4 separate regions of the Mus musculus genome follow, and regions 1, 3 and 4 are each linked to region 2. A link is a contact called in public HiChIP or PLAC-seq and promoter capture Hi-C data. All regions are on one chromosome and are shown on one strand. The core of a region is the stretch at or near the end of the contact, and the rest is flanking DNA. Distances in the headings are between cores, read along the strand shown.

Region 1 (6,865 bases), core at 62-2,561, 250 kb before region 2:
CTTCCTTCACAACATATAACACGGAACCCTTTCTTCTGTGATATGTTGGAGGAAATGGATGCCACAGCACACTTGTCTATACTTTATTAGACCCTGGGCCCCAACTCTCCCCAGGTAAGCCTTCCTTTCCAACTTTGGGGTTATTTGCAATTTACTCTTGAACTCTGCCCCTTTGAGACCTAGAGCAGGCTGGAAGCTGCTTGTGTTCAGGGTCCTGATACTTCATGTCACTTCTCTGGGCTTCTGATGCCTTGTCAGTGCAGCCAAGCACATGGAGTAAGTCCTTGCATGAAGATAAAGCATGAAGAAATAGTTTGTCAGAGCTATTCAAATTCTTTTTAAACTTTCTACTTCAAAAATAAAATATGGGCTGGCAGGAGGGTCAGTGGTTAGAGATGCTTGCTGGCAAGCTTGACAACCTGAATTTGAACCCTGGGACCTGAGAGACTAGGTCTTAGTTAGTTACTATTGCTGAGATGCAACACCATGACCAAGGCAACTTACAGAAGAAAGTATTTCAATGGGGCTTACTTACAGTTTCAGAAAGTTAAGTCTATGGTCATCGTGGTGGGGAATGTAGCAGCAAGCAGGCAGGCAGGCATAGTATGGAAGCAGTAGCTAAGAGCTTACATCCTCATCAGCAAGCAGGAGGAAAAGAGAGTGAGACTGGACCTGTCTTGGGTTTCCTAAACCTTAAAGCCCACCCCCAGTGACATAACTCCTCCAACGGGCCACACCCTACGCCAGCAAGGCCATGTCTCCTAACAGTGTTCAAACATTCCCACTAACTGGGAACTGAGCATTCGACCATGAGACTATGGGACCATTCTCATTCAGACCACCACAGACTAGACATTTGATGCCTGATAGACAGACAGATAGGGAGAGGGGCCATGACTAAGACAGGTAAGTAATAAGGATAAGTCAACTTCCAAGATGGTGGCTTCTTCCTTGCCCTTCTGACCAGAGACCAAAGCCTGGCAGCTTAAAACCAAAGACTAGCAGGCTTTTTTTTTTCTCCAGCCAGTGAGATCAGCATGCTGAAGGACTGGTCAGACAAGTTCAAAGCCAGATGTTTACACCAAAGTTGTAGACCTCTCAGCTACCCTGTCATTTACCCTGACCATCCCTAGATTAGGAGAGGAGGGCCCATCAACTGATGCTTAAACCCGAGCCCCAGATGAGAGACTGCATCTGAGCCCCGCCCCCTCTCTGCATCTGAGCCCCGCCCCCTCTCTGTATCTGAGCCCCGCCCCCTCTGTTTGGCAGAGAGGTTTTTCCCTCTGTGTCTTGCTGTACCTGTGAGTTTCCTCCCCCCAATCAACGTCTTTCTTTAACCGCTGACTCTGCTACTCTGCTGTGTTTGCAATGTCTCTACCTCTATCTGCTGTGCTCAAGACTTTCCTGCCTTTTAATTCTTTATCTTGCAGAGAAAGTCAACCAGTTCAAGACTCCTGTCCCCTGAGGGAGAATCAACTTTTACAGATTGTCCTCTAACCTTCATCCATGCAGTGATACAAGCACACACACACTCATGCACACACTCACGTACACACACACACAAGCTGAAAGAAAAAGAGGAAGTGTCTAATGAAACTGCCCTCCTTAACTATGGTCTCCTGGAGATTCAAACCTTTGTTGGCTCCTGCCCCCTCTAGCCTTCAGCTGCTATTCTCTGGGTCTCAGCCTCTAGAGCTTCCTGCTTCCAGTCCTGACCTTTAACCTCTATCTCCCAGCTTCCTGCCCTCCAGTCTCAGCCTGCAATCTCTAGCTCCCAGCCTCTAGCCTCTTGGCTCTCGCCATCTTCATTTCAGAGGCAATCTTTTTCCATATCCTTAACACTTTCCTCTCTATATATTTTTTTCTATTTGAAATTGTCCAGGACCTTTTAAGATGAGGGCCACTGTTTTACAGGGAATGTTCACCAATTCGAAAATCACTGTGTGACAATTCATATTGTGGAATTCATACAAATGAGGTTTTGAGAAATATGCATATGTTTGGGTTTTTTTAACTTTAAAAAATGTAGCTGGGTAGTGATGGTGCACGCCTTTAATCCCAGCACTTGGGAGGCAGAGGCAGGCAGATTTCTGAGTTCAAGACCAGCCTGGTCTACAAAGTGAGTTCCAGAACAGCCAGGGCTACACAGAGAAACCCTGTCTCAGAAAAAAAAAAAAAAAAAAAGTAGAGCAAAAAGAGAAGACAAATGTACAGCAACCACCATAGGATAATGAGTGTTTATAGGATAATGAGTGTTTATAGGATAATGAGTGTTTGAGGGGTTCTGGCAATTCTCATTTTGAAGGAAAACCAAGGATTTATAGTGACTGCCTCGCTGGCTGCCATGCTGAACTTCCAAAGTCCTTCAGAACACTCATGCCTGCAATCTGCCTTCTGTCCTTTCTTTCTTCTTCTTCTTTTTCTTCTTTTCATTCCATTTTGGTTTGTTTTTATGAGACAAGGCCTAACTCTGTAGCGTTGGCTGGTCTGGCCCTTACTATGCAGCCTGGGTTGACCTAAATCTTAAGATAGTCCTCTTGCGTGAGTCTCTTGGACACCAGTATTAGACATGAACCTTTCACACCTAGCCCTGTGGTTGGTTTTCATTTGCTTAGCACAGATATTCTCTAGATCACCCATGTACATTATCATAAGCCTTACCAAGGGAAACCCAATCCTGTCTTCTCTGCATATTGTAGCTATGCAAATATCTAACAGAAGGACCCCCATCACCATGTCAATAAATGGAAGTAAAATAATGCCCCTCTTTTCTGCACACAGTAGCCTGAAATGAAAGCTTTTATGGGGTTCTGAGTGGTTTTGTTCAGTCTGTAACTTGTAAGTAACAATCATTTATAGAACTATCTTGCTGAGTAAAAGGCTTTCAAAAGTGGCTCCCTTGGGGCTGGAGAGATGGCTCGGCTGTTAAGAGCTCTGCTGGCTGCTCCTCCAGGACCAAGGTTTGACTCCCAACACCTATATGGCAGCTCAAACCATCTGTAATTCCAGTCCCAGAAGAGACAATGCTCTCTTCCACAGGCGCTATAAACGTGTGGTACACAGACCTGCATGCAGGCATAAATGGTTCATGTGTGGGCTGGGGATGTAACTGGTTCCTTTGGTAGAGTAGTTGTTAGCCTACTTATGTATAAGGTCTTGGGTTCGATCTCAGCACTGTATAAACATATTGGCTGGTATATGTCTATGATATAGCACACCAGGAAATTAAGGAAAAATCAGGCGTTAGATGTTATTCTCAGCTACATAGAGAATTCAAGGCCAGCCTGGTTACATGAAACAAACAAACAAACAAACAAACAAACTTGTTATAAACAAACAAACTTGTTATTTAGAAAAACCGAGCATCCCTGTGGCTTTTAATCCCACACAAGATGTCTACCCTTAACAATTTGTTTTCTGAACGCTGGCATTGAGGGCAAATGTAGCATCCTTTGGAAACCCAGAAGCCCATGGATTAAACCAACACCTCAAAACCCATCCCTGCTTCAGTCTCCTACAAGTCTGACTTTTGACCCCAAAGAAACACAGCTTCCCACGTGCCGGAACTCACTAAAGGACCACAGGAACTGGGGATGACTGACAGTCAAAAACCAATGTTTCCAAAGCTGGGAGGAGTTCCACAGATCACCGCCTCCCAGGCTGTCCTTCAGATGGTTTAATGTGCAGAGTCTTAAACCCAGGGTCCAGCCTTGGCTTTTATTTATTTTTAGAATAGTGAAACAGCTTTCCAGCTCAGACATTCAGGTTAAGACATAGGGACCTTTGGCTTTGACCTCCCTGGGGAGCTCGTGGGGGAGGAGGGGCGGTGAGTTTCCTCCTCTGTTCTCCTCCTTTTGTGATTTTCTTGTTCTGGGACAGCAATGCAAGGAAGACCTTCAATTCCTGATCTTTGGCCTCCGACTCTCAAGCTTGGGATGACAGGCATGTACCACCAGGCCAGGCTCATCTTGACAGTGGTCACACTGTCAGTATCCTTAGTGCCCCACCCTCCACCTGCCACCCCCACACCCCCTCCCCTGTTTTCCAGAGCATTCTTATTCAGTAGAGAATTTCTATAGAAACTTCAAGTACTGTTTCCAGGTAGGAGAAATGTAAATGCCAAGGGCATTTCTTTCCAGTTCTTTGTCTAGAACGATTCTAAAACTAAATAAATAGAAGCTTTTGAATCACCCTCTCCCTGACTGTACCTCAATCAGATCTCTGCAACTCCCACCAGCCCCAGGACACCAGGATCTGTGAATGGGGATGGCCAGGAGGCATGGAGCATGCCCTGTGCTACTTACCACCACCCCCAACACACACACACCACACTCATACACAACACACACACAAACACAAACAACACACACACACACCACACTCATACACAACACACACACAAACAACACACACACCCCACACACATACACAACACACACACAAACAACACAGACACCACACTCATACACAACACACACCATACACCACACACACATATACATACCACAAACACACACACACCACACACATACACAACACACACCATACACCACACACACATACCACAAACACACACACACCATACATACAAACACACACACATACACAACACACACCAATACACACAACACACATACACACATCACACACACATACACACACACAAAACACACACAACACACACAAACACAAACAACACACACACACCCCCCTCCCCCTTCCTGATCAAGATCTAATCTCAATGGAGATCTTACTACTAATTAAAAATTATTAGGGATACAAGTTTTTAAAAAAAGAAGTTAAACGGCCTGTGAAGAATTAATTAACATAAACGGAATATGGCAACTTTTACAGACCAGTGGCCAGTTTTATTTAAGAAATAGTGTGGAAATACAACCCAATGATGTTGAGGGAAATCTAGCAATGAATATCAAGTACAAACTCTAATTTTGTTTTCATGGTAACTACTATGAATCCTCACTGGGTTCACTTCAGCTAAAAACTGTAAAAGCTCTCTCTAGATTTAGGATTTTCCAAGGCTGTATTTCACTTTATTTTTTAAATATAAAAATATTGATGTGAGGAGCCAAGACCTCTGTGATGGTCAAGTACAAGATTCTGTAAGCGTTCTGGGTAGTGGCCACAAGGTGGCGCCACAGTGGTATTTCACAAACCTAACAAGGAGCATAGCCGTTAATGGAAATTGATGTCATCCCCAAATACATGAATGCAATATAATGGCTTCCCTGGATGCGATGGGAACTTTAGTCACAGACTTCTGCTTTCCAATGACTCTCATATGTCCATGGTGACGCAGAAATGCGAGTTTGAAAGATTCTATGATTTCCAAACCTCACAGAGAAGAGCTCTAGAGTTTTCAGAACTTTTAGACTTTCTTATTTATTATTTACTTATTCACTGTACATCCTGATTGCAGTCCCTTCTCCTCCAAGTCCCACCTCTACAAGTCCCTCCTTCCATTATCCTCCCCGCACCCCTTCTCAGAGAAGGAGAGCCTAGCTTCTGAGCAGTTTCATCCAGCAGCAGATGGACACACAGTTGCAGAAGCCCACAGCCAAACATCAGGCAGGACTTGTGGAAGAGTGGGGGGTAGGACTGAGGGATCCAGAGGGGCCGAGGACACTGCAAGAAGACCTACAAAGTCAGTTAATCTGGGCCCATGGGGTTCACAGAGTCTGAACCATCAACCAAGCAGGGACTGGACCTAGGCCCCCCTATTCTTTTGGAGCAGATGTGCAGCTTGGTCTTCATGTGGGTCTCCTAACAGTTGCACAGGGGGCTGTCTCTGCCTCTGCTGCCTGTCATTGGCTCCCCTTCCCCTAACTGGACTTCCTGGTTGGACTTCAGTGAGAGAAGATGTGCTTACTCCTGCTGAGACTGGATGCTCCAGGGCAGAGTGGTAACTTTCTGATTTTCTATTAGTGCTTGCCTGCCCATCGGTGGCTGGGTGAAACCCACTCAGCTCATACACTGGTGTCCGTTTCAGCTATGTGGTAACTCTTCACATTGGAGTAACACCGGAGAACAAATAATGTCTGACAGGGAAGTCACGCCCAGGTGACATGGTGTGGAGGGAATTTTGTGAAAGATGGGCATCTGAAGACATCTTGAGAAAGGACTTGATAGATAGCTACCAGCGGAGAAAGCGACGGAGCATCTCAAATGCTCGCACTTGAACTGGCCGCAAGGTTAGGGAGCAGAGGCAGCCGCTGTTAATAGACTGTGCACACAGAAGCCTTCCATTTGATCTCCAGCACAGAATACAACTGGGCGTGGTGTCATAACCTGAAGTTCCGGCATTGCACAGGTGGATCAGATATTCAAGGTCCCCACTTAGCTGCATAGCAAGTTTAAGAATAGCCTGAACTACATTAAGACCCTGTCTCAAAAACAAAACAATAATATAAATAGGGTAGATGTAATACGGAGGAGAACGGGAACCGAGACAAGCGTCAGAGCTTTTTTCTGCCTAGAAAGGGTCTGTGTCTTTTCCTCTAACACCACTCCAGGCCCTATGCTCTGCCCCCACACTTGACAGCTGGCTGGATTTCCTTTCCATTCGTCTCCTGAGGCAGGCTCCTTTAGTTCTTTTCCTGCACCATATGTATTTACCAAAACCAACTGTAACACCCAGGAATACACAATGAGAGTATCTTTCTCCCTAGGTTTTAAAACTTTTTCTTTTTTAAATTTTAATCCAAAATTAAAACTGGAATTAAAATTTTTGGCTAATCACAAGACAGAAAAAATAGAACTGAGGGACTGGGATCTTTAACTTCAGAGTATCTAGACTCAAATATTTATGGTCTAGAGAGGGGAAAAAATGGGATGAATCCACTACTAC
Region 2 (6,713 bases), core at 775-3,274:
TGTATACTACTATATCCTTTTCTCTAAACACACAGTGCACAGAAGAGCAGACTTCTAGACTCCAAGTTTCACTCATATTTAAATCTTAACCCTCTTCCTAAAACTATATACAAGCGTATACTCCGTTCACTCTGGCACTGGAGGAAATCTCAGCCCCCGGGGTTTGGGGCCAGCCTGGGCAACACAACAAAACTTCACCTCTTAATTAAAACAAATTCAAGCACACTGAAGTGGCTCCATTACATACCTTCACATTCTCTTGGGCTCCCTCCTGCTTCTGCTTCATACTGAGATTCATTTTTCAGCTGGCAAAGCACAAGAAGAAAAGGTGATTTCAGTATTTATATCTGAATGTGGAATCTAGATTTTTTTTTTAGAAAATTATTTATACCACAAAAATCTTACTACTTTATGGTAGAACCACTATCTGTAACAATGGCACAGTGTCCTGTACAAACTACAGAGATCTCAAAAAGACCTGAGAAAAGGGCACTGGGAAAAGCCAAACAGACACTTGGGCCCATTCACCCTAAAGAACAGCATCATGCACATGACTGCAATCCTGGAACACGGTGGAGATAGGAGCCTATGGGAGCCTAGGCTACGCAGCCAAGAGCCTGTCTCAAAAACAAAAACAAAACCCAAGATCTTTTGGCTCCAACCAAGATGTCGAGCTCAGTGAGTACTGTGCATAACAAGCATGCACAAAGGCTCAGCTCAGTTCCTGGTACTGCATAACCAGACACAAGTCCATAATACCAGCAGCTGGGCAGAGAACCAGAATTCAAGGTTATAGTCAGCTACGTAGCAAACACAAGACCAAGCTGAATTTAAAAGGAGGCTAGGGGGAACGGTAAACTGTACCCCCCACCTCTTACTTACATGTAATTAAAAATTTACATTGTGCCCTGGCACTCACCCATGTATGCAAATATAAACAACTTATAGCCCAGCCAGAGTGGTGTTCTGTTATTTCCTATTCTATTTCAAGTTAATAAAACCCGATCGCCAAAAACAAAACAAAACAAAACAAAACAAAAATTGGGCAGCGGTGGCACACGCCTTTAATCCTAGCACTTGGGAGGCAGAGGCAGGCGGATTCATGAGTTCAAGGCCAGCCTGGTTTACAGAGTGAGTTCCAGGCCAGGGCTACACAGAGAAACCCTCTGTCTCGGAAAAACAAACAAACAAACAAACAAACAAACAAAAAACCCGATCGGAAACCTATTCGCAGGGGCTTTGATGTATTTCTCTTTTCTTTTTAAATGGCTAAGTGGGCAAAGCTGACCTTGAACTCCTGTACCTCCTGCCTCAACCTCCTGGGTGCAGGAGACTGAGCACTGACACCAGGCCCAGACTTGGATAACGAAGGCAGTGGGCCAAGATCCCGCTATCATTAGTGAGTCGTGAGCACAGAGACAGTGTCGGAGAACCTACTATCACCTACAGCGGCACCACTGGGAGAGCAGACGCAGGACTCAATGCCCTTGTCCCAGGAGTAGCGTTTGCTGCAGTTGGTGAGCAGGCGGGAGGGATCTACACCCAGTTCAACCCCTAGCCGTGCAATCAGCCCGGACTCCGAGGCAGCAAACTTCCCCGGGCGCGCCGGCCCCGCCCAACGCGGCGCGCGCCAGCCAATAGGAAGAGCGAACACCAGAGCGCGCCAAAACCGACCTCACCAATGGCGCAGCCCCTCGTCTCAGCTCGCCCAGCTTTGCCTTGCAGTCGGGCCGAGACTCGGGTCCCTTTCAAGTCCCCAGACTCGGGTCCCTTCAAATCGTCGCCTCCCAGGCCGGCTCCCCGTGGCTGAGAAGCAGGCCGGGCATTCGGGCCAGCCCGGCGATCCCGCGGCCGGAGTTGCACTCGCCCCGCCCTCGGTCTCCCGCGCCCTCGGACTCACAGACAGCAATGCTCAGTTCCCGGCGAGCGTGAGAGCCGCACAAGGCCCTGGCACCACACCGGATTCAACGACGCCAGAACGACCCGAACCTGCAGACTAACCCGCCGACCCGGTAGCTGACGCGCCGAAAGGCGGAGCCTCGGCATTCAGCCAATCGCCTCTCGCCGCCGCCCACCGCGCCCGTGGCTTCCGTGCGCCTGCGCACCCAGCCAAGGTGCGTGCAGTCTCTGGAAGAGGTCACCGAGGTTCCTCTTGCCTTAGGAGTGTGTGCCCTCTGACCTTGCCGTCTGACCCTCCGCTTCCGGCTCCAAGTGTCTGCCGGCGAGGACAAAAGAGACTCTCACTAGCGGCAAACACGAGAATATACATATATTTTTTCCAAGGTATTTTGTGTGTTTAGTTTTTAATATACATACATGCAAGCATGCATACCTAGATGCGCACACACTAAAGGAAGCAAATAAACAGACGAAACGTGATGACTCAAAAGTCACACTGTGACAGTCACTAGAAATAGCAAGGGCCCGCTTCAAGCTAACAAAAAAAGTTGAAGCTGAGGAATTTTAACTCTATACTTAAGACAGATGACTTTTACTGTATTTGAACTAGACCTCAATTAACTGGCAAGATGGCTCCTTGGTTGAGAGCATTTGTTCTTGCACGGGACAAACCTGGGTTTGGTTCCAAGCACCCACATGGTGGCTTACAACCATCCATAGCCCTTGTTCCAGGAGATCTGATGCCCTTCATGGACACCAAGATGAATATGCATCACACAGGCAACTTTGAAAAACCTAAACTATACCTCAGTAAATCTAAACAAAGGAGGGAGGGCTGCAATACAGGAAACCTCTATAAAGGACTTCCTGGCTGGCTATATAAATATAAGTTTAAAGCCAGCCAGGTTACATAGACAGAATGCAGTAGGGTTGCTAACACCAGAACCTGCTTTATCAGTCAATAACAATTTAGAAGGAAACAGAACTAGGGCCAAGGGAACCGCGATGGCCTAGAGGCTGAGAAAAGTCAATGTATTTGTCACCTTACTTGTTGCTGTAACAAATACCTGACCAGTGCAACTTAAGGAAGGGTTTGTCGGGGCTCACAATTTAAGCGTACAGTCCTCAGAGTCGGGAAGGTATGGCAGTGGGGGGAAGGGGGGCAGCAGGTCCCATACATGCAGGCCAAGCATTTGTACACATACAAAATGTTGCATGTTAGCCAGCACTAAATCCTGCTCAATGGGAAAATATTCTATCCATTTCCACAGAGAACCTGTATTCTATGGTCCAGCCAGTTACCACACTATCACCTCTCAGCCTCAAGTCCCCTGGCAAGTTCCAGAGGAACTGCATATGTGTTCTGCCCTCAGAATACTGGCGACTTCTCCTTTGCTCTCTCATGCTCTCTAGTGAGACCTGGACTTCAGGTCTGGATGAGGAAGAAAGTTCTTGGTGGGAAAGTTAAGATTCTTCCTACTCAAATTTTTGTGGATTATTTTGTTTGCTTGCTTGCTTCTCAAACAGGGTTTCTCTGTGTAGCCTGGACTGTCCAAGAACTCACTCTGTAGAACAGGCTGGCCTCGAACTCATAGAGATCTGCTTGCTTCTGCATCCCGAGTGCTGGGATTATAGGTGTGCACCAACACCACACTGAGGCTGTTACTCAAAGTTTTAAAAGAATTTTCTTTTCCTAAGAAATGCAATTTGAAGCTGGGTATGATAGCTCACACCTGTAATCCAAACACTAGGGAAGTTGAGGCAGGAGGATCTTGAGTTTGAAGTCATCCTGAGCTATGTAGGGAGACCCTATTCCAAAATGAGGGAACGGGGGGAGGGGAGGGGGAGAGAGGGAGAGGCTAAGGAAATGGCTAAGCAGATAGAGTGCTTACTGCAGAGACTTACCATGTGAATTCCATCCCCAGGACCCGATGGTAAGAGAGCACTGGCTCTTAAAAGTTGTCCTCTGACCTACACACACACACACACACACACAGAGAGAGAGAGAGAGAGAGAGAGAGAGAGAGAGAGAGAGGTGAATGTAAAGAATAGAAAAAGAAAAGTGACATAAGGAACAGCGGCTACCCTTTCCACCTAAAGATGAGATGCAGATCTTGGAGAAACTGCATACCCTATGGGACTCTACCTATGAAACTTTCTGTAAGTATATACTCTCTAGAACTATATATATATTTGTAGTCTCCCCTCCCCCAGCCTGAAACCTGCTTGCTCAGGGGTGGAGCTTCTTGCTCATTCGTTCTGCCACGCCCACTGCTGGAACCTGCGGAGCCACACACGTGCACCTTTCTACTGGACCCGAGATTATTCGGCGGGAATCGGGTCCCCTCCCCCTTCCTTCATAACTAGTGTCGCAACAATAAAATTTGAGCCTTGATCAGAATAACTGTCTTGGCTACATTCCTTTCTCTCGCCACCTAGCCCCTCTTCTCTTCCAGGTTTCCAAAATGCCTTTCCAGGCTAGAACCCAGGTTGTGGTCTGCTGGCCGGACACAACAATTGGCGAACCAACGCGGGACTGAGAAACGGCAAAGGATTTTTGGAAGAGACGCTGCTGGTTCGGAGCTCCATAAAATAAAGGATAAAGGAAATTCATACCGGAGAAGGTATGGGCTAAGCTGAGACAGCGTTAAACCCGAGCGCTGGTTCACTTAGGTTCAGCAGTGAGGAGCTGGGTAATAGGCGGTAGGCCGTAGCTCTCTGAAGCTACATGAGGTGTGAGAAAAGAAAGGGTTTATTAAAAGGAATAGGCGGATTGCCCCAGTTAATAAAAAATGCATCATAAGGGAGGAAAATGTCCCAAAAAGCAGAGAGAAATTTCTCTCTGGGCCTTATAGCAGGAGTACTCTGTTCCCTTTTGTGTCTTGTCTAATGTCCGGTGCACCAATCTGTTCTCGTGTTCAATTCATGTATGTTCGTGTCCAGTCTGTATGAATGAATGTTCTATGTTTTATGTTGGATAATAAAGATGGTATAAAAAACTTTATCTACAAAGCCGAGAGCTGCCACGTGTTTCAGCCAGGAATCAGACACATGGCGGGAGGGCCCCTGCTGGAAAAACTGTTCGTTTTAAGAAATAAGGGCGAGTGCACAGCCTCTTAGTTTCAGAGTAAAAAAGCTAATAAATGGTTCATGATTAATGTGTTTGACAATGGTAAAGTGTTTTTTTATTCTATGATTGTAGCTACAAAAATTATTATTCTCTGATTGGTCTAAATGTAACTGCTTCATTTGGTTCTTTTTTATTGGTAATGTGCTCTGCATGTCTTCACATTCAGCTCATAAGTTGTTGGTTAAGATTAATGTTACATTGCTACAGATGGTTAGTGTTAAATTTGATAACTCAAGTTTAGAGTCCTTCCGACACGTGACATAAAGCAGGCCAAGAGGCTGGGTCTCTAAAGATATTTCTAGTTTAGGTAATAATTAATGTGGTTCGTATCCTAAATAGTAAAATTTAAGATAAGATTTAAAGCAATGCCTCTTTATTAAAGCATTAAAGCTTGCTTTAATAGGTATTCATAGGTATTAATTGACATCCAAACTTTGTAATATGATAGTAATGCTTCTAATATTGATTTTAAAGATAATAAATTGTTTTAAACTTGGGTTTTGCTTTCCCAAGGTTATAGGTATTATCCTAACCTTACACAAAAAAACTTAAAAATTATGGTTAAAACTGCTATTGTTCCATTGACTGCAGCTTGCAGTTTGATTTCAAATTTAAGATCTTTAATTCACCTGTATACTGTAATTAAGATAATTACAAGAGTAATCATCTTATGAGAGCGCTCATACTGCTCACTTCATACAAAACTGTGACAAAGTTATCTAGTTATGTTTGTCTTTGTGAATAGATTAGACAAACAGTTTGACTTTAGTTGCTGCCTGGCAGGAAACTGCAGTACGGGCAATTTTTTCACAACACTAAAGTTGTGAAGAACGTTTTAACTGTAAGTCATCTTAAGAAAGAGTATCAAAATTTAGAGGCGTAGACAGTTATATTGTTTCTCTAGAATCGGTCCTTATTACAGGAGGGCCAGGATGCTCAGATTAAAAAGTATTTTACGTTTGAGTCAATACATGGCTCTGGGCAGCCCCAGAGCAGCTTGTGGCCTTTCTTTTGTTTTGCAAACAGTGCCTGAGAAAGTTTTTTCCCTGTGTTCAAGAAAAATTCTTTTTAACAGTGTTACAGATCTATTCAGATGTTTAAAATAATGCTTAAATTCAAAGAGTTTTGCTTCTAGTGAACTGGTAATTACTAAAAAAAATTTTGCCTCTAGGTATGGCTAATGTAACTTTACATTATGTAAGAAAAATTTTTATTGTTTCTGCTTCTATACAAGAAGCCAAGAGTTTTAATCTTTCAGTGTATATTGTTTCCTAAGTGAAAAGTATTTTATTAACTAATGCTTCTTGAAGTTTACCTTAAATCCTTGCTCTCACCCAAAAGATTCAGAGACAATATCCTTTTATTACTTAGGGTTTTAGTTTACTACAAAAGTTTTTACAAAAAATAAAGAAAGCTTTTATAATTGTTATTAATTGGTAATTAAAAATTGGTTGTGCCCAAAACAATTCTTTGGCCAGAAAAAACATTATTGTAAAGTCATTTTTCTCATCCTCCCAGCCGATCGTTGGCCCACGTGGGCCCAACTAGCTTCTGTGGGACAAAGTCTTAAGACACAGTTTCCCCTGTTCCAGCACAGATGATCTAGTTGCGTGCTGTAGATGGTGTTTTAAAATGCTGAACAATCAAACCTTAATTTGTATATTAATAGTCAATGCCATATCTC
Region 3 (6,426 bases), core at 1,600-4,099, 230 kb before region 2:
TCCCACTTCTACATGCATGGCATATGCGTGTGAGTTTCTTATATTGAGGAAAACAAACAGGATGTTGTTTTTTTTGAGTATGGTTTATTTTACTCAACAACAACAACAACAAAAACCCTGTAGTTCTATCTACTTTACTGAAAACAATGTAATTTCATCCTTCATTCTGGCTAAATAAAATTTCACTGATCCATGTACCACATTTGCCTTATCCACTCAGATCTCGATGAATATCTCAGCTGGTTCTTCTTCCTGGTTTGTGGGATGATGGGTCACTAAATGTGGGTGTGCAAGGTTTCTGTGTGATGATGACATGGGGTATTTTGTGCGTATGCCCAGGAGTGATATAGCTGGGTCATATGTTAGTTCTATTTCTAGTATTCGGAGGCACCTCCTTACTGGTTTTCATAGGATGGCACCAGGTTTCTATTCCCACCTCGGTGTGTATAGGGATCCTTTTCCTCCTCTGTCGTCACCAGCATTTGTTGTTATTTATTTTCTCTATAGCAGCCATTCTAACCTGGAAGGAATACAGGGCAGCTAGAAGAATGTATCTAGAGTCTGAATGCAAAGCCTGGGTGTGGGTATGGATTCTAGTCAGTAGAAGATGGCACTGAAGCTATGTGTTGCCTAAGACTTCAAAGAAGGGAGATGGTCTGGCCAAGAAGGAAGAGGCCATAAGGGAATAGAATTCAAAGGTGTGAAGGAAAGAATAAGACAAGAATGCAGAGGACTTGTAGAGAATCGAGAGGTAGATGAAGTTACCATAGCAACAATAGCTTCCTGTGCATCTGCTTCTTGTGTGCAGGGGAGAAGCTCACCAGCTCCATTGGAGATAGTGAGGGTCACAGTCACAATGCATACAGTGCCAGGGTTTGAATGCAAATCATCTCTCCAGGCCCCTGTGTTTGAACACTTGATCCCCAGGGATGGCAGGCCTAGGTGGGGCCTAGCTGGGGAGACTAGGTCACTGGAAGTGGTCCTTTGAGATTCGTATCGTAGCCAACATTCTGTCATCTTTCTGCTTTCCTACCACAGACATGACATGAACCACCTCACACTGCTGCCTCCATGCCTCCCCACACTCTACGACAGACTGTAGCCCCTAGCTCGGGTATACACTCAAATCTACTCTTCCCTTTAAGTTGCTTCTTATCGAATATTGGATCACAACAGAGACAGTAACTAAAATATCCAAAAAGGATTGTCAGCCTTGAAGTGCCCGCTGTGGGTGAAACCAGTCTGAGGGTGCTGGGCCTCAGTCCTTCAGCCTCATCTGGGGAGTGGGCAAAAGACCCGCTACCGCAGGAACAGGAAAAACTAGGCCATCTCTCATTTGAATTGGTAACAAAGGTTTATCAGTTTTAAGAGGGGTGGGCTGGAGAGGTGCCTCAGCATTTGAGAGTAAGTACTGCTCCCATAAAGGACCCAGGTTCAATTCTTAGCACCCACAGGGTGGCTCACAACCATCTGTAACCCCAGTTCCAGGGGATCCAACAGACCCACGCATAGTGTGCATACATGCATGCAGGCAAAACATTCATACACATAAACACAAAAATAAACAGATCTTTAAAAAACGATTTTAGAGGAGAGAATGTTTGGAATTTGTCATGGTTAGTTGATAACATTTGAAAGACAAGTTGAAACCTTAGGGTCAAGGGGAAATACTACTTACTTTTGCAAAGAAAAATTAATAATTGTGTTAAGATCTTTTTTTAAAGCAGTCAACATGAGGAGGCTAGGTCACATTACAACACGGTTGCTACCTCAGTACAGTCATTGACAGGGCTGTCTTGTCAATAAATGCTTATTGGATGAATGAATGAATGAATGAGTGAGTGAATAACAATGATAAATGCAGAACGCTGAGAAGAAAATTCTTCACACACACACACACACACACACACACACACATACACACCACACACTTGAGATAGAAGTTCATGTAGCCCAGGCCTTGAATTTGAAGTATAGCTGAGAACGGCCTTGAGCTTCTGAGCTTCCTGCCCCCATATCTCAAGTGCTAAGACTGCAAATGCCAGGCTCAGAAGTCAATTCTCCTAAAACCACGGGTACATGGAGAGAGACAAAGCACTGGAGGTGTGTGTTAACGATGCTGTCTCTGTGCCCTGACCATGCCTTGTCCTAACCACCTGCCTTATACTGCCTGTTATTCTTTCTTTTTTTTCTAAATGTTTTTTTTAAACATTTATTTAACAGAAACACCTTTTGTGTGAGCATCTAACATCTTAAATGACCATAAGAGAATGTATAAACTTAATGGCAATGTTTTGCTGCTCATGAAGATATAGTTTTATTTTGTTTTCCAAATATGCTATGATTTGCAACCTCTGAAAACATTTTTGACACGAAACGTTAGTTGCATCTGTCATGTTAGGATGAAGAGACATGGTCAAGTAAAGGAGAGAAGATGGAAAAGACTTGTGTCGTGACATAATTTTTAATTGGTGAACAGATATGTCCACAGTGATCTTGCTTTTAAACTCTCCTTTGGTAAGACCAGTCACACCATCAGATACTAGATCAGCCCTGCAAATATCTTCTTTAGAGAGCCTTCTGATGTTGGCTCTGTGGCTGTGGCGATTAATCTTGATCAGTGACTTGTCTAGACTCCAAAAGCATATCTAGGCAGTGTGTATAAAGGTATTCCTTCTGGGCAGCACCGTCCTGTGGGGTGGGAACTTGGCCTGAATCTGGAGGAAGTGAACAGAAAACCAGCATCCATATCTCTGTCTCTGTCTCTGTCTCTCCCTCCTTCCACACTGTGAACACGACATCACCAGTCCTTCACGTTCCTCACGCTGTAACCTCCCCACCATGATGAGCTGTAGCTGGTAACTGTGAGTCATAGTGACTGCTCTGTCAGGTATTTGTCCCTGCAGTGAGGAAAGGAACTAACTCATCAACTAAACATAATTGTTTTTCAATGACTAAGAGTCTCTCTCTCTCTCTCTCTCTCTCTCTCTCTCTCTCTCTCTCCCCCTCCCTCCCTCCTCCTTCCCCTTCCCTCTCCCTGTCTTTTTCTCTCTATAATATTTTAATACAAAACCCAAGCTTGCCTGGCCTAGACTTGTGATTCCCAGCTTTGGTCTCCTAAGTATTAGGATGTGAGGTATGCACAACAATGACTGCCGGGGCAAACATACAGGTTTCTTGGGCTTCATTCAAATGAAACAAATAAGAAGGCAGAAAAGCCATATGCTGTTGGATGTATGCAGTGGTTCTTATGTTTATAGATGAATGGCGAGTCTTATCTGAGTTGATTTGCTTTGAACCATGTCTCTGCTGACTAATATGGAACCTTGTCTGAGTCTAGGGACACTGCAGTGAGACTCAGTCTTGAGACAGAATAGGCTCAGGACCTTCTTCAAACCTCTGGACCAGCAGAGGATGAAGGACTTGATGGAGAAGTAGACGTTCCAAGTCCCACAAGGAAACAAGATAACAGAGAAAGACTCTAGCTTCAAAGCTGTCGAGTCCAGCTTGAGTGGAAGAACTCTCTAGTGAACTCTGGGTTCTTCTATAAAAAGAAAACACAAGCTAGGGGTTAGGTTGTTAGTTTCTTTCTTTCTTTCTTTCTTTCTTTCTTTCTTTGTCTGCTTTGTTTGGGGTTTTTTATTTGTTTGTTTAAATTTTGCTGTTTTGGTTGTTCTTTTTGTTTTTACATATTTTGAGTACCAGGTGATGAAATCTAGGACCTCACACACACTAGGCCAATGCCCTACCACAGAGCTGCATACCAAACCCAGATTTCATTGCCCCTGCCTAGGAAAGCCAAAAATAGATAGATAGATAGATAGATAGATAGATAGATAGATAGATAGATAGATAGATAGATAGATAGATAAAATAAACCTTCTGAGAGCTGTGGTTCCTAGAGAGCCTATTTTCTTGACCATTTTAAACACTGTTATTATAATTGTTAAAGATGGGAAATGAAGAATATATAATATTTTGATAGGTCTTTTTTTCTGACAGGTGGTTGTACCTTAATTGTTTTTTATTTGTGTGTGTGTGTGTGTGTGTGTGTGTGTGTGTGTGTGTGTGTGTATACCATGTATATGCAGTGCCCACAGAGGCCAGAAGGGGGCATCAGCTGCCCTGGGGCTGGAGTTAGAGGTGGCTGTGAGCCTAGATTCTCAGCGAGAGCAGCAGGTGCTCTTAACCTCTCCACCTTCTGTGTGCCCACATTCTTATGGGTGTGTTTTATAACTATAGTCTTGCCTACAAGATTTGTACATTTTTGTAGTTTTCAATGAGTAAATATTCAGTGGGGTGGGCACGATGGCTTAGAAGGCAAAGGTGCTTGCTGCCATACCTGATCACCTGATCCCTGGGACTCACATTCCTGCAAGGAGAAAAGTGATGCCTGGAAGTTGTTCTCTGATTATTGCATGCATGTTGTGGTGTGTGTGTGTGTGTGTGTGTGTGTGTGTGTGTGTATGTGCATGTGTGTGTGTGTGTGTGTCTTTTGTACATACACACTCGTACAAACTAAATGTAATTTTAAAAATTTAAAGGCAATCCTCCAAGTAACTATATTAAATGGTTATCTTTAATTTCAGGGTAGATCTTGTGTTGGATGCTGTGTTAGTGACTTTTCTTGTTGCTGTGACACAAACAAATTAAGGAAGGCAGGGCTTACTTTGTCCCATGGTTCATCATTGTGGGAAGGCATGGCAGCAGGAGCATGACTGGTTACAGTGCCTACACAGCCAGGAAGCAGATAGGCGTTTGCTGGGCTTCAGGAGCCCTTTTCTCTTGTCTCTTTGTGTTTAGTCCAGGGCACGGAGGGTGCAGCCCACACTCAGGGTGGTCTTCCCTCTTCAGTTAAACTCTCTGGAAACTCCTCACACGCACCTAGACGTGTGTCTCCTGAAGACGGACAGTGAAGCTCAGCCATTATTAAGGCTGCCTACCAAGTGTCCCATCATACCTGTGGTCTAAGAACTGTCTCCCAAACTGAGGCTGATGGACCTAATCCAAGCCTGGCTCTGTTTTGTGAATGTTTCCCTGGAACACAGCCAACTCATAGCTATTTTAAACACAATGACACGACTGAGTCACTATATCAGTGATGACAGAGCCAGCAACACCTCCAAAACACTTGACCCTTTACAGAAGATGTCCGTTGACTCCTGACCCAAGTTATTAAGGATATTATATATCCATCTTTAGCACTGAAAGAACCATATAGCATAAATTGTTTATAGTCTTTAAATTTAACCATGTATATATACCTATATAAGGCTTATATTCATATGTACACATATGTAAATATATACATAAATATGTGACAGGTTTGATACACAGGAGTTCATGTGAGAGTACATGGACACTTGTGCATTTATATGTATGTGCATATGTATATGTCTGCATGTCCTCAGTGTTTACTGAATTATTTATGTAGAGCATCCCTAAGTCATGGCATCTCTGATTGTCCTGAACCAATAGAACCAGTCGCCCACTTTCTGAACTCACTAACTGGTCCCCTGCCATGGAAGTGGAAAACATTGCCTGAGGAACACAAGAACCCATACAATTTGTCTCTTTATGAAGGTGATTATTGTCAAGAGCTGGACCTCGTGTTCCTTTGCTGCTGGTCCAGGAAGCCGGGGGACAATGGGCACCTTCTTCAGGGTGCTGTGCTCATCAGTTAGGACCTGCTGCTCTCCTGCAGAGTTTCTCAAAACTATAAAGAACAAGAAAAAAAATCAGCAGCAGAGAAGAAAGCAAAGGGAAAAATAACACAGGGGAAAGAAAAGAGTCTAAAGATACTTTACACATAAATAATATATCCAACATTGCCCTGTGATGTGTATAGGTTAAAATACAAACTAAAGGCCCCATCATCTCTCTGTTCATGTATTCATAATTCATTTCCTAACTGACTAAGTGAACACTTGCTAAGTGTAGGCTGCACGGGGTTTGAGGCATGTACATAGAGCAATGTCCCAGACTTGAGAGATGTGACAGTCGAGGAGGAAGGGAAATGAAGAGGCACCTGTAGTGGGAGGGGTGACGGCTCAATATGAAGTCCTGTGGATCACAGGAACCCAATCTTGAAGGCTTTCAAGGTCAGGATTGGCTCCTAGAGGAAGCAACCATCATCAAAAGTAAAAAGCTTTGCCCACTCAAGAAGACACAGTGAGAATCTTCTATTCAGAACCAACGTGTGCAAAGCTCTAGAGAGGAGTGAGGTACAGAGCAAAGGAAGTGAGGTCTGAGACCGAGATGCTCAAGTGGCAACCGTGTGAGGCAGTTACAGCCAGAAGCTGGAGGCAGCCCCTGGATCCCCTCAAGGATCCTGCATCTCTGCGATCGGTCTTCATGGGAGCTCCCAGAGCAGTTGGGAAGGCAGGACTGGCTGATGCAATGCTGTGTGTGTCCCATCCAGGAGCT
Region 4 (6,009 bases), core at 753-3,252, 140 kb after region 2:
ACAGAATGTCCTCTAACACCGAGAGATAAACCTGCTGAGAACAGTCAGTTCAAGCAGCCTGCCAGGCACCGAGGAGGACCGTTTAATCCTCTGATCCTCTGGTCCTCCCTATAGAGAGGGTCCCTGGAGATGGATCAGGAGACCTGTTTTCTTATGCTGCATGTGCTAAAAAGGGATTTTTAAAAAATGCTTTTACTGTAATCTTTTTTCTTTTTTCTCCCTCAGTATTGGAGACAGAAGCCTGGAGTCTGGTGTATGGTAGGCTCTACCCCTGAATTATATCTCCAGCTCCAGGTTTTAGGATTTATATGGTTGGGAAAAAAATTGAAATGTTTTGATCACATGCCTAATATGAATTTCAAATTTTGTGTCTGTAAAAAGTTTTTGGACCATGATCATTCATGTGTTTATGTATGAATGACCCCATGGCTGCTCTTATCTTACAAAAAGACTTTTTTTTTTTCAGTTTTATTTATTTCATGTATGTGAGTCCACTGTCACAGTCTTCAGATACGCCAGATGAGGGCACCAGATCCCCTTTACAGATGGTTGTGAGCCACCACTATGTGTAATGAGCCACCATTGCTGGAAATTGAACTCAGGACCTCTGCAAGAGCAGTCAGTGCTCATAGCCACTGAGCCATCTCTCCAGCCCACAAAAAGGTTTTAAATGGACTGTAATAGGGGTTGTCTGCAAAGACTAAAACACTTAGCCAGGTATAATGGCATACTCCTTTGATCCCAGCATTGAGCAGACAGAGGCAGGCAGATTTCTGTGAGTTCAAGGCCAACCTGGTCTACATAGTAAGTTCTAGAACAGTCAGGCTCCGTAGAAAGAGCCTGTCTCAAATCAAAACAAAACCACACACACACACACACACACACACACACACACACACACCACACACACCCCAAATGAACAAAGACTAAAACTATTATTTGCTGTATCTATATTGGGAAAACAAATACAATTTCTGAAACTCACGGGTCCTTCTTGAGGACAGTCAGCTTGAATTGACCAGTCTCAGCTCAGTGGCTTTCTATCAATATTAAAGGACATTCTGTCCCTGCTGCAAACTAACTTTCTCTCTCTCTTTCTTTCTTTCTTTCTTTCTTTCTTTCTTTCTTTCTTTCTTTCTTTCTTTCTTTCTTTCTTTCTTTCTTTCTTCCTTCCTTCCTTCCTTCCTTCCTTCCTTCCTTCCTTCCTTCCCTTCCTTTCTCTCTCTCTCTCTCTCTCTCTCTCTCTCTCTCTCTCTCTCTCTCTCCCCACTGTATTTTGAGACACTGTAGCACAGCCCTGACAGTATTTATAAAACAAACAAACAAACAAAAACCAATTTACAACTAGGAATTTACCTACGTGTGTGAGAACCTAAATTCAGTTCATAGCACTGCAGGAAAAGTAATTTTTTAAAAAGTATATTGGGGTATAATTCACTTAGAATAAACTACACATACTAAGTATAATGTGATGAATATGTCCATGCCCTGGAGCCGCCGCTCTAACTGAGCTAATGAATACGTCACCCTAAACGATTCTGTGCGACCCTTCATAGACACACCTTCCCTTAAACCACATTACCAGACGTCCTTGAAGTTTCTAGTTTTGTAGAATTGATGCTGGATGTATTCATTCTTGGATCTCTTCCACCACGAAGTTGTCTCCATCAGTCTATTAGCAATTTTGTTGGGGTAAATTGTGGAGGTCCCGTTCTGAGACCCAGAGTGCTACTCCTCAGGTCTGTGAATTAAAAGTCTCCTTGATCATTACGGTCTTGCAAGAGTTCTTTATTTTACTGAGTTTTTGAAAGGGAGATGAGCCAAATACACACCAGCCCAATGACAATGACTTTCGGCCACTGTTTGGATCTAAAATGTCCCAGAAAGACCAATGTGTGGGAAGACTTGATCCCCAAACCCCGCCACTGCTGGAACACACTGGAAGCTTTAAGAAGTGGGGTCCGGTGGAAGGAAGTGACCTCACTGGGTGCGTGCCTTCCTCGCTCTGCTTCTCCACCCGCCGTGGGAGCCGTTTTCCTCAGCCCAGCTCTGTTGATGCTCATTCTGGGCCCGGTCCCAAAGTAAGCTGCTCACAACGGTGGACTAGACCGGTGAGTCAAAATAGACCCTTCCTTCTTGTAAATTCATCAAATCTCAGGTATTGTGACCGGTGATAGATAGCTGATAGATAGTGATGATAGCATGACAAAAAAAAAACACATTTTTTTTTTGTCATGAAAACAAAAACTTTAAAAAATGTTCTCAAAGGTCTAACTATGTATGCCCCCCCCCCCCCCGCCCTTTCCTTTTCTAGGTCAGCTTTCTCCCTTGCCCCAGAACACACTTCGTTTTTTCTTAGAGGAAGAGGCTTCTAGCGCTCCCGCGTTCTGCTTTCCCATTGCTGAAGTGACTCCCCGGAGAGCAGAGGTCTGTGGACCGCCCAACATGTAAAGGAAAGTGCCCCTGGTATGGACATGCCAGAGTCTGGCTGTGCTTCCGGTTCCTCGGGATTGGGCTTGGCCTCTGTCCTCGGGACTATTGTAACCCTCATCAACTGAATCTTTCTGAACTCATCAGCAAGCCAGGGGTTGGAGGAGGCCCTCTGAGCAGCGCTGGGGGAATCACCCAGGGTCCTCTTTTTTTGTGGCGCTCTGGGAAGAAAGCCCCACTAGGAGCTTAGTAGCCACAGAGCAGAGTAAAGGTGGGGCTGTCTGCGCCTCTGTCAGTTGCCACTCAGAGGCGGTTCCCTGTGCATTCTGCAGGGGCGAAACCATCAGGTCTGGGAGCGAAGGCTGCAGGCTCCATATTGAGGTAGTACTTGAAGCCCACAGCCAACCCTTTCTGTCTTGATTTGTGAAGCAGTATCACCCTCCTGCCTTCATCATGTCCAGCTGGGACCTGCGAGGAACTCTGAGCCTTGAGGCCTGGGAGCTTGCCCTCTCGTCCTGGTCTCTGCTCAACCCTGGTCAAGGCTCTGCCTGGAGTTCCCACTGCTGTTGCTCCTTAAATGAACTCTCTGGGAGTTGGGGATGGGGAGGGAAAGCTCGTGTCAACATTCCAAGTCTAAATTTGAAGACAGCCGGTTTCCCCCGGGCACAGGGGACCCTGGGGGCAAAATCTGTACGTTGATCTCCTAACCCCCAAATTCTAGAATGTAGGAAGAGATGAGCCCTTTAGGAGTGGTTCAAAATGAAGCCGTCAGGCTGGGTCCTAATCCAATTTTACTGGTGTCATAAGGTGACTAAGCCCCTCAGAGGGTTGGGGGGGGGGCACCTAGTGGGGGAACTCCCACGAGGAACGGGCCACCTGTAGGCCCAGGAGGCGGGGTCATACAGGACCTTTTCATAGCTGACTAAGGCTTTGCCTTCACCATGCAACCACTTAGGAATTCAATGGAGCTTTAGGAGTGACTCTATTGTAAAGGCCAGTTTGCTTAGGTCTTTTGCATATTATGCTCTATACCGCCTAGGGATTCTGCTAGCAAGGCCATTGCCTTGACCTTGTATCAGAGCCATGAGCTAAAACAATACAACTTACCCAAGCTGTGGTATTGTGTTATTAGCAACCGAAAATGCACTCAGACAAGTGTTCACATTCGTATTCCAGGATCGTATCTGGATACCAGGGGCTCAGAAAATGCCTTTCTCATACTTCTCTGTAAAAATAAAAGACTGGAGAAAGTGGCTAACTGTGGAGTGTGTAGAAGACAGACTGGAGAGAGCTGGGGCATGACCTTGGGCAGCTGCCCATCCCTGAAACTAAGACACAGGTCTGGACCACGTGGTGTTGCTGAAGTGCCAGTGCTATTAGCTTAGCTCCCAGGACGAGGTCCTCACTGATCGGGCACTGTTGGTGAGGAAGTATAATTTTATATCCACATTGATCTAACACTACCCACTCAAAACTCAAACGATTCAAAAAAAAAAAGCTGTCAACAATGATCTGGTGTAAAAAGGGCAAAACCAACACAGCCACTCACTTTAACCCAGAAATAAGAAATCCTGTTAAACATTTATTAGATTCAACTCTGTTGATCACACAATGTCACACACTAGAAAAATGAAGCAATGTGTACATGTTTATAGAGCAATATATATTTCTCAACAACTCATGAGATTTGTCTCACAAAGTATGGCATGAAACAGTCACAGTATTAAGTATTCAAGTAAAATTCTGTTTTGAAGTAGCTGCACAGGGGTAACTAAAACACTGGGCTCCGGCCTTCAGAGAGGACAAGCCACGGGATCCAATTTGAAGGTCATCACATCACAAAATAGGCTTGTCTACATTGTGTGTCTGATCTTTATTCTCCCCCAAGTCCCAGAAGAGCAAAGATACCGAAAGAAGAACCAAGCACTTGCTTTGGGGCCCTGCTTAAAGGCCCTCAGATGTAAAACACAGATGAACTCTTGACACTTTCAGTGAGCCCCACTACCTGGGAGACAGGATTAGTATCAGGCTAGTATCATTTGAGTTGATAATTACTGCCAAGAAGCCCTAATAACAAAGGCTCAGAAAATGTGCCCTTTTCACAGAAGGTGTTTAATAGAATAAAATAATGCCTCATAAGCAGGGGAAGCCAGTGTCTTTCGATTGGTATAGATAAGGGCTGTAAACCTTTTTTAGCAGCTTTGTAGCAAGTCCTTTAGGCTCTGTAGGCCATACTGTCACAACACAGCTACTCAGGCATGGGGCACTGAGGCTGCTCACTCACAGGTTTCAGGAAACAACTGTTCTAACCCACCCAATCCATTGGGACATATGAAAACACTTTAAACTCATGAGTTATACAAAATCAGGTGGCAGGTCAGATCTGGCTCACAGGTTGTGGTTCATTAAGCCTTGTTCTTACATAACTGTATAGACATCTTCAAAAACTCCCACCTGTTACATATCTTATGGAACAGTAACAAAGGTTCATCGAAAAACACTCCTTAGCTGGGCATGGTCGCAGGCGTGACTCCAACACAGGAAGTGGAGCAGGAGAGTTCCCAGGTGAGCCTGAACTACATGAGGCCCAAACTCAAAAACCCTTAAAAATAATAATAAAAAAAAATCGACTCTTAGCTGATTTGGTGACAACATGCTTATTGTTACAGATATCTGGGAAGCTAAGGATCATCCGAGCCCAGGAGTTTAAGGCTAACAGGAGATCCTGTTTAAAAACAATATCAAAAGCCAAACTCGTCTTCCCATAACCCAAAAGCATTTTTCTAAGTAAGATGTTCTTTCATGTTAACGTTTTGGTGATGACTAATCCCATCATCTCCAGTATGCTAATGATATACTTTACCTCTGATACCCATCCCCATTATTTTAATCACAAAAATTGATTACATTTATTGTAACAAATGTGTGGGCCAGTGATCTACCCAGTAAATCAAACATGCACACACAAAAAGTACAAACTTGCCGCACAGTCCAGGAACCTGCTGGTTGACACTGTTTAACGTGTATTTGGAATGAGTTCACATTCAGTGAGTGTATTCATTTTCTACAAAATGCCAGCAAGGCATTTGTATTCTTAATTGAAAAAAAAAGATGGGCACAAATCTTAAGAAATTAGAAATGTCGGAGTTGGCAAGGTGGCTCAGAAGTTAAGATTTGGCTGCCTTTCTTCAGAGGACCAGCTAGGATTTGCCTCCCCAAACTCACAAGGTGGACTACAACCATCTATAACTCCATTTCTAGGTGATGCAATGCCCTTTTCTGGCCTCTTGAGGGAACCAGCACACATGTGGTGCACAGATATACATAGAGGCAAAATGCCATGTCCATAAAATTTAAAAATTTTAATTAGAAAATGTGGTAGAAACCAACTATACAGAAGAATAGAATAAACAGACCATGAACATCCTGAGTTGTGACTCTTGCCACTTGGGTGGGGTCCCTAGGATGAAGACTTCTACTTTATTCTTATGCTCAGGGACCTTAAGAACCATGACGTCCTTATTTGAAGTTCCCAGTGACTTGGGACTTAGTGTTTAGGAACCACCGCAGCTAGCTCTG

Evidence for each region. Promoter capture Hi-C pulls out the DNA fragments that hold promoters and counts their contacts. HiChIP or PLAC-seq counts read pairs in DNA pulled down with a chosen protein or histone mark.
Region 1: a contact with region 2 is called in a promoter capture Hi-C map of hematopoietic stem and progenitor cells. The contact joins the enhancer-like site here to the promoter of Gmnn in region 2. A contact is called at or near these places in 10 of 39 promoter capture datasets (the C10 cell line, the HPC-7 cell line, cranial neural crest and 6 more), 1 of 15 datasets of contacts at CTCF or cohesin (large pre-B cells), 2 of 484 Hi-C or Micro-C datasets (the G1E-ER4 cell line and cranial neural crest), 11 of 115 datasets of contacts at active chromatin or transcription factors (the 230-238 cell line, the HPC-7 cell line, acute myeloid leukemia and 6 more) and 2 of 9 other capture datasets (adipose tissue and liver).
Region 3: a contact with region 2 is called in a FOXA1 HiChIP or PLAC-seq map of pancreatic cancer cells. The contact joins the enhancer-like site here to the promoter of Gmnn in region 2. A contact is called at or near these places in 2 of 39 promoter capture datasets (hippocampal neurons and liver), 2 of 15 datasets of contacts at CTCF or cohesin (embryonic stem cells and large pre-B cells), 2 of 484 Hi-C or Micro-C datasets (the G1E-ER4 cell line and Th1 cells), 5 of 115 datasets of contacts at active chromatin or transcription factors (bone marrow-derived macrophages, effector CD8 T cells, pancreatic cancer cells and 1 more) and 1 of 9 other capture datasets (pancreatic islet).
Region 4: an H3K4me3 HiChIP or PLAC-seq map of embryonic stem cells shows a contact between it and region 2, with 6 times the contacts expected there. The contact joins the promoter of 4932702P03Rik here to the promoter of Gmnn in region 2. A contact is called at or near these places in 2 of 39 promoter capture datasets (liver and pre-B cells), 2 of 484 Hi-C or Micro-C datasets (the N1E-115 cell line and muscle stem cells), 4 of 115 datasets of contacts at active chromatin or transcription factors (embryonic stem cells and pancreatic cancer cells) and 2 of 9 other capture datasets (adipose tissue and pancreatic islet).

Annotation. Positions count from the first base shown.
Region 1 is chr13:24,513,925-24,520,789 of GRCm38.p6, forward strand. It overlaps a transcript of Ripor2 not described here. Among named protein-coding and RNA genes, the nearest start is that of Gm22013, 31 kb to the left of the region's middle. Within about 2 kb of position 1,312, at least 32 of the 459 cell types and tissues checked have an H3K27ac peak or open chromatin away from gene starts, as enhancers often do. A contact at or near this core is called in the 230-238 cell line, the HPC-7 cell line, hematopoietic stem and progenitor cells and 2 more, where this site is marked.
Region 2 is chr13:24,759,913-24,766,625 of GRCm38.p6, forward strand. Gmnn (geminin) reads right to left here and starts at 2,025. Exons shown (of 7, transcript NM_020567.2): 1 at 1,901-2,025; 2 at 248-305. The coding sequence starts at 298.
Region 3 is chr13:24,534,087-24,540,512 of GRCm38.p6, forward strand. It overlaps a transcript of Ripor2 not described here. Among named protein-coding and RNA genes, the nearest start is that of Gm22013, 51 kb to the left of the region's middle. Within about 2 kb of position 2,850, at least 53 of the 459 cell types and tissues checked have an H3K27ac peak or open chromatin away from gene starts, as enhancers often do. A contact at or near this core is called in pancreatic cancer cells, where this site is marked.
Region 4 is chr13:24,903,598-24,909,606 of GRCm38.p6, forward strand. It overlaps 4932702P03Rik (RIKEN cDNA 4932702P03 gene), which reads left to right and starts at 2,003. Exons shown (of 3, transcript NR_045182.1): 1 at 2,003-2,111. It overlaps Aldh5a1 (aldhehyde dehydrogenase family 5, subfamily A1), which reads right to left. Exons shown (of 10, transcript NM_172532.3): 10 at 3,982-6,009.